Regions from separate parts of the Mus musculus genome. Here all the other regions are linked to region 2. Evidence: chromatin contacts called from public HiChIP or PLAC-seq data. All regions are on one chromosome and are shown on one strand. The core of a region is the stretch at or near the end of the contact, and the rest is flanking DNA. Distances in the headings are between cores, read along the strand shown. Region 1 overlaps Actn1 (actinin, alpha 1). Region 2 overlaps Rad51b (RAD51 paralog B). Region 3 overlaps Dcaf5 (DDB1 and CUL4 associated factor 5).

Region 1 (3,315 bases), core at 321-2,820, 620 kb after region 2:
GTTATATACAAACACAATATGTGGTGCATTTGGTAAGCACCAAGTAATACCTGTGTCTACCACTCCTAAAGAACACTGGTGAGTGACATCAGCCATTTGAGAATCTAGTAGCAAGAGCTGTGGGCATTTCTATCAAAGGTAGAGGAGAGGGCTGACATTCTGTGAGGCAGAGAGACGACTCCTCAGCTGGAACTGATCAACAGCCCATGTGTCTCACAAAGGACATTAGATGGCTATACACATCCTGTCATGCCCTGTGAATTAAAACAACAGGTGAGCTCACTGTGCCGATTAGCTGATCAGCCTGACGCAAGGTAGGATCATCTGGCAAGAGAGAAGCTCAACTGAGGCTCTGCCTCCATCCCGTTACCCTGCAGGCAGATCTATGGGGGCCTTTTCTAAACTATTGATTGATGGGGTGGGAAGGCAGCTCACTGTGGCAGTGCCACCTCTGGGCAGGCAGCCCTTGGACATATAAAAAAAGGTAGCTGACCGTGAGCCTTAGAAAGCCAATGAGAGGCCATCTTCCTTGGCTCCTGCCCTGCTTTCCCTCACTGATGAACTGTGATCGGGACGTGGAAGCAGAATAAATCCTTTCCTCCCCAAGTTCCTCATGGTCCTGGTGCTTATCACAGCAATGGAAAGCAATTATATTTGCAAAACGAGTTCCTGCTAATTCCAGTTGTCAGAGGGTGTGCGAGGCAGTCCCCCACCCCCACCCCCCATACAACTGTGTGCAGGCTGACTGGTTACAACTCTAGAGGAAATCAGCTTGCCAATGTGAACCACAACAGGCCTGAACTATACACCCCAATTCGAAGACTCTATCCTGGGTATAAAATGCCAAATAAAGAAAAGGCCTAGGGGCTGGAGAGATGGCTTAGCGGTTAAGAGCATTGGCTGCTTGCTCTTCCAGAGGTCCTGAGTTCAATTCCCAGCACCCACATGGTGGCTCACAACCATCTGTAATGGGATCTGATGCCCTCTTCTGGTGTGTCTGAAGACAGCTACAGTGTACTCATATAAATGAAATAGATAAATAGATAAAGAGAAAGAAAGAAAGAAGAGGTGTTATGCATGAAAACTTGCTCCTTAGCCTAACTGAGGTGGAGAAAACCAGGAAGACACCAAATTGTAATAATAAGGCACATAGTTAAGTAAATCACCATATGTGCCCACATAGTAGATGATTAATATGATAGGTTCTGAAATAACGTGAGCATAAGAATGTGTAATTAACAAAGAAGTCTGAAACAAGATAGCATGCACTACTGCTTATAAACACAGGGTTAGAGCTGTGTGCAATCACACAGACATGACAAATGACTAAGACCAAATGTGTCCAAATGCAAACACACTTGGTGCTCCAGGAACTGAAGTTCCCAGGATCCTTAGCTGCTCTCCTGGCCCGACTGCCTATAAATACAGTTGGCTGGTTACACTCTCTGCCTTCTCCCACGGCAAGCCTCTTCTTTTAGACATTTATTTCCCCATCCACAATCCAGGCTGTCCACGCTCAAGTGACCTGACCAGAGAGGCTCCCAGTGACACCAGGACAGAGTAAACAATGCTCTACAGCCAAATGAGACCGGGCTAGGCAGGAACAGAACAGCAGCAGCCTACCACAGGCCTAGGTTTCACCTGCCGGCCACACCTCTCCTGGACACAGCTTTGTCTCTTGGAACCAAGGTTAGCAGTCCTGGCTCACTTCAGGGAAGCTATTGTTCCTGTCAGTCAGGAAGCATGGGCCTGCCCTGGCTCAGCTAGGCACGTGACCTCTGATAAGCTAACCTCTCTCAGCCCAGAAATCCCATCATCCATCTGGTGCTTGGACAACTCAGCTGAATAGAACACTTGGTAACAATCTTTTGTTTCTCTGTAGTTTCTTTCCAGTAAATTCCACAGAGACTGGTGGTTTAACCTCAAGGGACTCAAAACATGACCAATGTTTTGGTCTCAAGACTGCAGCTCCCTGACCCTCCTGGCCCAGCAAATAACTGTAACTAGTGTACTGGACGGGCTAAACCTTGGTGTCCAGGGAACACTGGTGGGACATGCCTCTAATCCCAGCACTCCCGAGGCTGGGGAAAGAGAATCCTCAGTTTTGAGATTAGCTTTGATGATATAGTGAGACCCTCTCTCAAGAAAATGAAAAACAAAACCAACCAAATCAAAGCTTGAAGCTGGACTCTGCCTGGAGGACCCAGGAGGCCATGGGAACCGTGGCTGGCTCTAGGGTGGAGGAAGAGAGGTTTGGAACTGGGGAGGGAGAGCTGTTTGCTTTCTGCAGAGCATCCTTTTGTTTTCTTTTGAATGTTACACCACACGCTGTCATTATCTATTTAAAAACCCATCCAAATGTAAAGAGAGTCTGGCTGAAGTGTGTAAATTACAACATTATCATAAGCTTCTGGGAAGAGACGGAAGAGACTTCCTGTTTCTCTGGGATCATTTGGTGGAAGAGAGTGTCTAGGCTATTACTGTATTACTGATGGCTTCCATGATAGAGGGAAAACTCTCTCACATTTAAACAAATGGAGGCTGGAGAGGGTGACTTAGGCTTATAACCCCACGACTAGAGACTGGAGGATCAGTGCAAGGTCTTCCTCAGTTACACAGTTAAGTTGGAGATGGCCTGGACTATATGTGATCCTGCCTCCTAAATACATGCATGCATACATACACAGAGAGAATATGACAGCCGTGCAGTGGGCACACGTCTTTGATCACAGCACACGGGAGGCAGAGGCAGGCAGATCTCTGTGAATTCAAGGCCAGCATGACTAGGGGTACCAGGATATCCAGGGTTACATAGAGAAACCCTGACTCAAAATAAAACAAAAAGCCTACGTATGAGAGAGACAGAAAGCTCTAAAAACATTCCCTTAATAAGTAAGAGGTGAAACCCTTTAAGAAAAGGCAGAACTAGACACAGGGACAGAGGACAATCTGGCATCTGGAACACATTTCCCCCACAGCTAAGTCTACAATGATTAATTGTGGGGAGAGTCAAAGGATAGCCCCTTAGCCACATGGTCCCAGAACCCCCAAAGGAGAAATTAAGCCTCTTGAGGTTGGTCTGGGACTTCCTATACAAACTGGCTCCTCTCCTGGGATCTTCCTTCCCAGGAGCAGAGCCAGCAGGTCCAGGCAAAACCAACAAACAAACGAACCCTCACTGGACACTATAGTCTTTCAATTCCACCAGCAAGCACCATGCTAGTTGAGATGCCATGGATACTGGACAGAGCCAGACCCCAGCTGTGGCCAGAGTTCCTGGTGTGCTTGGGTTTAAGTTCCCTGCTCCACCTGCCA
Region 2 (3,285 bases), core at 308-2,807:
GATCTTTTCCCCAAAGTTCCCTTTCTTTTTCCTCCTCTAAGCCACCAGCATACCATCCCCCCCACCCCCCCCCCACACCAAGCTCCTTATTTCTTTACTGCAAATCCCCAGTGTGTTTACTGACCTGTGTGCCAAAAGGAAAATTCCCAGGCCACCTCCATGCCAATGCAATGAAAATCAGCAGCTGCCATTGCTCAACAAGGTCCTTGTGACCTATAAATCAATGGCTAAGAGCCCTTGCAGTGAACGGTGGCATGTGTGTGTTTATGTGACTATGTGAGATACATGACAGTGTTTGCTGCTTTGGGGAAAGAACCTGAATCTTTTCTGATAAGTAAGAGAATTAAGCAGAAATTTTTGCCTAAATCTTTTGGGGTTATTGTTGTTGTGTTAGTGGATGAGAGCCTAAGAAGTTGTATAAGAGAAATGAATGACATTAAAGAGAGAAACAGACACACAAGACCAAGAAATAATCAAGTCTAGAACATCTTACTGACACACTATTGATAGCACACTCACAGTAAACATCATCGATGCCTTGATAGGGCAGAAAGATCTGGAAATAAAAACCCCAGCGATTCATCTGTTTAAACAAAAGAAAGGAGATAATGTGGAGAGGCAGTGAAATGGAGGCTGAGATGAGATGTGAGTATTGAAGACACACACATGAGAAAGCCACTAGGCCCTACCCCAGTGTAGCATTGCAGGTAAGAGAGAAACCGGAAAGCACACTTGCCCTGCTCAGACACACTATCTGCAGCACATTAAGCATCTAAAAGTTAATGATACCAGAATAGTATCTTCAAAAAAAACCAAAATCGTAAAACAGAAATTAAGGCCCCAGTAAAACATTTGGGAGAATTTGAATAGATGTAGCAGGGAACCAGAAAATAATTCAAAACTTCAACTGGAAAAGTGATTTTAAGTTGTGCCTGCTATGTAACAACTGGCAAAAAGAGAGAAGGGAAAGGGAGGGAGGAAGAGAGGGAGGGAGGAAAGGGAAGGGAAGGGAAGGGAAGGGAAGGGAAGGGAAGGGAAGGGAAGGGAAGGGAAGGGAAGGGAAGGGAAGGGAAGGGAAGAAGGGAAGGGAAGGGAAGGGAAGGGAAGGGAAGGGAAGGGAAGGGAAGGGAAGGTAAGGGAAGGGAAGGGAAGGGAAGGAAAAGAGAAGAAAAGCAAGATGGTGCTGTATTTCCTGAGTTGTGAAACCAACCTGTCCTGACAGAAGAAGAGAACCGCCCCACACAAACACACACACGTACACACACCCCGACTGATGGCCAAGCACAGTGTGTGTACGTCTAATTTCAACCTCACAGTTAAAAGTGAAGCCAGGGACTGAGAATACTATCCACTGAGAGAAAAAAAGCAGAGGGGATTTTCTGAGCCAGATCCAAAATCATAAGGCTCAGGGGGAATTACTTTGATTTTGTCAAGTCAGAGCACATAGCCAAAGGCAGCAGACATGGGATATTGTCAGAGGTAAATCACCCGGCTAGGCCTGCTCTGTCTTATTGCAAGGTCAGAGGAGCACGGCGAGCCGGCCAAATGTTTCCAACCATGGAAATCCCCTAACTTTCCAACTGCTACAGTCCCACAGCTCCGAGGCTTTACTCACAGCAGGGCTCTGTTCCAGCTTTCAAAGCTCTCCAAGTTGATTAATCATTTTCTTGTTCTGACTCATTCAGGCTTCTAGAAAAAAATAGCTAAAGGTACTAGATGGGCTGGGTGGATCAGGGAGGTCAGATAAATTGGCTTGATGTTAGTCTATACAAAAACCTAGAAGAAATCGCCAAAAGTCTTTCGGCCTACCATCCTCCAGTGCTATGTATGGTTTGGGGCCAAAGGCCATTGGCTCGTTCCATGTGTTTAAAGCAGAATATTTCTGTGTGCATTAGCAAACTTGGGTATGCGAGCATTCATTTCTTAATGTTAAGGTAAGTTATTATAGGCTAGTAACTTAGAATTAGGATTCCATTTGTATCTATGCAGATGGACTGTGGACCCATGTATAAGCCTCTAACACCGACAATGTCAAACACATATACAGTGTTTATTATTTATCAGGCACTGTGTGCTTTTACCAAGAGACAAGTTTACAGCACTGAAAGGTCAATTTTGATCATCTTAGCCAAGGCCATACATAATGATTATATTATTTGGTCTGGCTAATATTCCCCACCATGAAGCTTATATTTTAAAAAATAAATTGTTTTAGTTTATGATTATATTGAGTCATACTGGAATGTCTGCTTCTTTGCTTTTGTAACACATTAATCTCTGGGCTTATTCATTGAGTTCATAGACGCTTATTACGCACCTGAGTGTACTAGTCATCAGAGAGAAAATTGTAAATCCTAAGATGCCACCTCAGACCTGAGGACATACACTGTGCTAGTGCCTTTTAACTAAGCAAACAAAACACATGGAGAAACACAGAGCATGAAACAACTATTTCTGCAAAGAAAAGGAGACAGTAGAATTGGGAATTTATGAAAAATCTGAATTTTCCGAGTGTTAAGGTTGGAAGGAACAGCACCATCATAGGGAATGGTTTGTATGAATGCTGAAATGTTTGAAATGGCATAGCATGCTGGAAATAGAAAAATAATCGTAGAGTCATGGTGGGGAGCTGAGTGGGTTAAATTAAACGGAGATGGTGATGGGCCTTGGGTAGAATACTCAGAGTTGCAGAAGAGCTCATGGTAGTTTAAAAGAAAGACAACAACTTTATTGGATTATGTTTCAGAAAAAGAACTCTGAAGATAATGTGGAATAGGTCTAAAGGGGAGCAGAGGCCAGACAGAAAGCGTCTGTGTGTCCCCTGAGGGGTAGCAGCAGTGGGAAAGGAGAACAAGATCCAACACGGATTCAGAAAGTACAGAGGGGAGACTGCAGTGGGGAATTGAGAACAGACCATGATGTTTGGGTAATCCCTGGGTTAAGGATGCGGTGCCTAGGTGAAGCTAAATGCCATCAACAAAAAAATCCTGAAGGAAACAGTCACAGAGAGTGTGTTGAGATCACTTGGTAACACGTTCAGTTTAAATGATGGCACAGATTCAAGAGAAGACATTGAGGTCCCCTTGGTAACCATACCAAGATCAAGAGAATGAAATCCCTAAAACACGTGAACCAGGACAGCTTGATCGGACAACAGAGCATAAAGCCACCTAAGACCGCAGATTATAATCAGTAAGACTGCTATCAAGGGCCCTTCATGCTGTGGGAGAGTTTGGGGAAGTGCAAATGGGGATACTTTTTACTTTATACCTTTGGATCCTGTTC
Region 3 (3,275 bases), core at 444-2,943, 770 kb after region 2:
ATTAAAGGTTTGAGGGACAGTGAGAATTGAGCCCAGGGCCTTATACATGTGAAACACCATGCTATTGAATTATACCTCAGCTCCTAAAGTGTACTCTGTGTGTGTGTGTGTGTGTGTGTGTGAAACTGGGTATTGCTAAGTAGCCAAGGCTGGACTTAATCTTAATCTTGTTAATTCTCCTGTCTCACCTTCCTGGGTATGAAGATTATAGGCATGTACATATACACCCAGATCAAAACCTAGTACTTTTACATGGAAAAATCTCAGATAATATTTGTGTCACAATTTTTTTTTTTTTTTTAGGGTTTTCGAGACAGGGTTTCTCTGTGTAGCCCTGGCTGTCCTGGAACTCACTCTGTAGACCAGGCTGGCCTCGAACTCAGAAATCCGCCTGCCTCTGCCTCTCAAGTGCACGCCCGGCTGTGTCACAATTTTTAAAAGTGTAGAAAATAAAACTTAGGCCCTTCATAGAGATCTTTGAGGTCAAGTATCCTAAGGTTCTCTGTATCTCCCTAACATCCTGGAGCAGCAGGCTACCTCCAACCCAACCATGACAAGGACGTAAGTGATGTCTTTCTATGTGGCAGCTTCAAATCATTATTGCTAGGTCTAACCTAACTAATTAGACTCACAAATACATTGTGTTATGAGCAAACAGTGACAAACAGCACCTTGAGCACACACTTATTTCCAGATGTTGACAGACGCTGTAGCTCCCCGCCCTTGGGCCACCTTCTGCCTGGCTGCCTACTGCTAGCCTCCCTATCTCTGACAAAGGCTCTCCCTCTCCAGAGCATGTTTGCAAGTTGCTCCAAGAAGTGAATGCTGCACAGGAACAGCCCACAACCAAAGACTGCTGTGAGTGGGCCTGTGAGCAGCCCAGCTTCCTGTCCTGACATAAGAATGAGGATGTCTGTGCTCTATGGCTCCCCTCTCAAGGGCAAACTCAAGGGCTGGTAGCCATAGGCAGTCCTTGTCTTCCACACTACCCTGCTCTGCTGCGAACTGCATTTCCAAAGAATTAGCTACATCTGAAAACTGAACCTCTAGTACGGCAGAGGGAGGGAGCCAGAACACAAAAGAATCATCTACTAATTACACGCATGTATGCATGTATGTATTTATGCATGCATGCATGCATGCATAGAACAAAACTCGCTAGTCCATACCTCATTCTTTCTTGTTTTCTTTAAAAGAAGCCATGAACCTAACATCAAATTCCTGCTTCCCTCCCTCTCTGAACCTCACCAACCGAAATAAACAAAAAATGCATACTAAAAACAATACCACAAGGCTATACTCATCAGAAGTCTTACTTTACTGAAAGATCAGTATTTTCCTAATTGCTTAGTACTCACTGGGGCAGAGCCCAGGACCGTTAAAGGGGCCAGCTGTCCAGACAGAACGCTGACTCAGAAGACAGCCTTAGAAGGAAGAAAACATTCCCAGAGTTAAGTCTGCTGGTTCTGATATAGCTCCTCAAACACACAGAAAATGCTTGGAATGCTTTCAATGCTTTTGGGGGTAAAGCAAGTTCTGATAGTTCTTCTCCTTAAAACTCTTCCATCTACCAGGACTGATCATTTCCGGGGTGGTGGGGGTGGGGTGTCTCCACCCACTGACATCTAGCCAGACTCTGTAAGTGCTCACACCAACACTGGAATTACAAGCTGCCCTGAAGAATTCAGTTATGGCATTTAGTGGTTGGCTGTTGGATTCTTGCCAACATTAACAGTTGGCTGCCTGGGATACTGTTAACTGTGAGAGCCTGAAAATAAAATGAGTTCATTCTTTTATTCTTTAAACAAATATTTATTGAGTGTCTACTATGTATTGAGCACTATTCTAGGGAAGGAAAGAGAAATGGCGAAGAGAAAGCAACGCTGTCTCTGCTCTCACGGGACAATCATCTTTTATTGAGTCGGGTAAAATTATACACATATAATGTGGGAAAGGGGAACAATGTTAGGAACAAGAAACAAGAAATATATACGTGACGTTCCCAGTGGGGGCAAGCATTAAAAGAACAGGGAACCATCTAGATAAGAAGCTGAGGTAGCCGGGGTAGGTGGTTTCCATTTATGTAAGGTGGCCACAGAAGACTTCTCTGATAAAATGGCACTGTGAGCAAAGCCCTGAAGGAAATGAGGGAGCAAATTATGTGGTTATCTGGGAGAAGACTATTCCAAAAAGGGACAGAGAATTCTGGGATATTTAAAATATAAAGCAGCAAACTCTGTGTAATGGCTGAAACCTGTAATCCAAGTATTCAGACGGCTTTGAGGCAAGAGGCCAAGTGAGGAAGAGCCTAGCTTAAACTATAAAGAGTTCTAGGACAGCCTGGACTACAAAGTCACAGCACATCACAAAACAAAGTAAAAAGCATAACAAATTAGGTAGCCAATGAGCCTGAGGCTCCACTCATGCTGGGCAGGAAACCCCCTCAACTGTACTCCTCCTGACCTTTTCTTTTTTTTCCATTTTTTAAAAAATTTATTAGGTATTTTCTTCATTTACATTTCCAATGCTATCCCAAAAGTCCCCCATGCCCTCCCCGCCCCAACTTCTTGGCCCTGGCGTTCCCCTGTTCTGAGGCATATAAAGTTTGCAAGACCAAGGGGCCTTCCTCCTGACCTTTTAAAACTTGTTCTGAGACTGTGTCTTACTAGCTTGCCGGTCTGACCTTGAACTTGCCACCACAGGCCTTTGTCATTAGGCTCCACTTTTTTCAATGTGTGTAGAAGATTATCTCAAGTGGGCCCTGAGGTAGTGACACATTTAACCTCACCACTGGGAGTAGAGCTTCCTTTCCTAAGGTTGCCTCCTAGGTCTGGGCTGGATGAAACATCAGACTTAGTGAGGCCTGGCAATGGTCAGTGCTCACGGCACTGAAGTCCTGGTGTGCTCTCTGAAAGATTTCTGCTGTAGAAACAGAGACAGAAGAGCTCTAATGCCAATCACTCCCAAGAGAAATCTACAGTCCATGCTCTCATTAACATTCATAATCACTTGTACTAAACCATAAAGCTGAACTTCATAAAGCAGAGGTGTAATCTCTCTCTGTCTGTCTGTCTGTCTGTCTGTATTGGTTTCTCTTTCTTTCCTAATCACTGGGATTACAAGACTGGGCCACCATGATCCAGTGTTCTGCATGGGTCCCAGATGGTGTGTGTATTGGGGGTGTTGAAACTGGGTCCATTTAATCCCAGAAATCAGGAGGCAGAGGTAGCAGATCTCTGTGAGTTTGAGGCCAGCCTGGGCTACATAGAGAGACC

The links. HiChIP or PLAC-seq counts read pairs in DNA pulled down with a chosen protein or histone mark.
Region 1: a contact with region 2 is called in a FOXA1 HiChIP or PLAC-seq map of pancreatic cancer cells. The contact joins two enhancer-like sites.
Region 3: a FOXA1 HiChIP or PLAC-seq map of pancreatic cancer cells shows a contact between it and region 2. The contact joins two enhancer-like sites. A contact is called at or near these places in 3 of 115 datasets of contacts at active chromatin or transcription factors (extraembryonic endoderm stem cells, large pre-B cells and pancreatic cancer cells) and 1 of 9 other capture datasets (adipose tissue).

The regions. Positions count from the first base shown.
Region 1 is chr12:80,214,946-80,218,260 of GRCm38.p6, forward strand. All of the region lies in intron 1 of Actn1 (actinin, alpha 1), which reads right to left. Among named protein-coding and RNA genes, the nearest start is that of Actn1, 44 kb to the right of the region's middle. Within about 2 kb of position 1,571, at least 95 of the 459 cell types and tissues checked have an H3K27ac peak or open chromatin away from gene starts, as enhancers often do. A contact at or near this core is called in pancreatic cancer cells, where this site is marked.
Region 2 is chr12:79,598,919-79,602,203 of GRCm38.p6, forward strand. The region is part of intron 7 of Rad51b (RAD51 paralog B); the gene reads left to right. Among named protein-coding and RNA genes, the nearest start is that of Gm36048, 200 kb to the right of the region's middle. Within about 2 kb of position 1,558, at least 157 of the 459 cell types and tissues checked have an H3K27ac peak or open chromatin away from gene starts, as enhancers often do. A contact at or near this core is called in adipose tissue and pancreatic cancer cells, where this site is marked.
Region 3 is chr12:80,364,693-80,367,967 of GRCm38.p6, forward strand. The region is part of intron 6 of Dcaf5 (DDB1 and CUL4 associated factor 5); the gene reads right to left. Among named protein-coding and RNA genes, the nearest start is that of Mir1843a, 25 kb to the right of the region's middle. Within about 2 kb of position 1,694, at least 158 of the 459 cell types and tissues checked have an H3K27ac peak or open chromatin away from gene starts, as enhancers often do. A contact at or near this core is called in adipose tissue and pancreatic cancer cells, where this site is marked.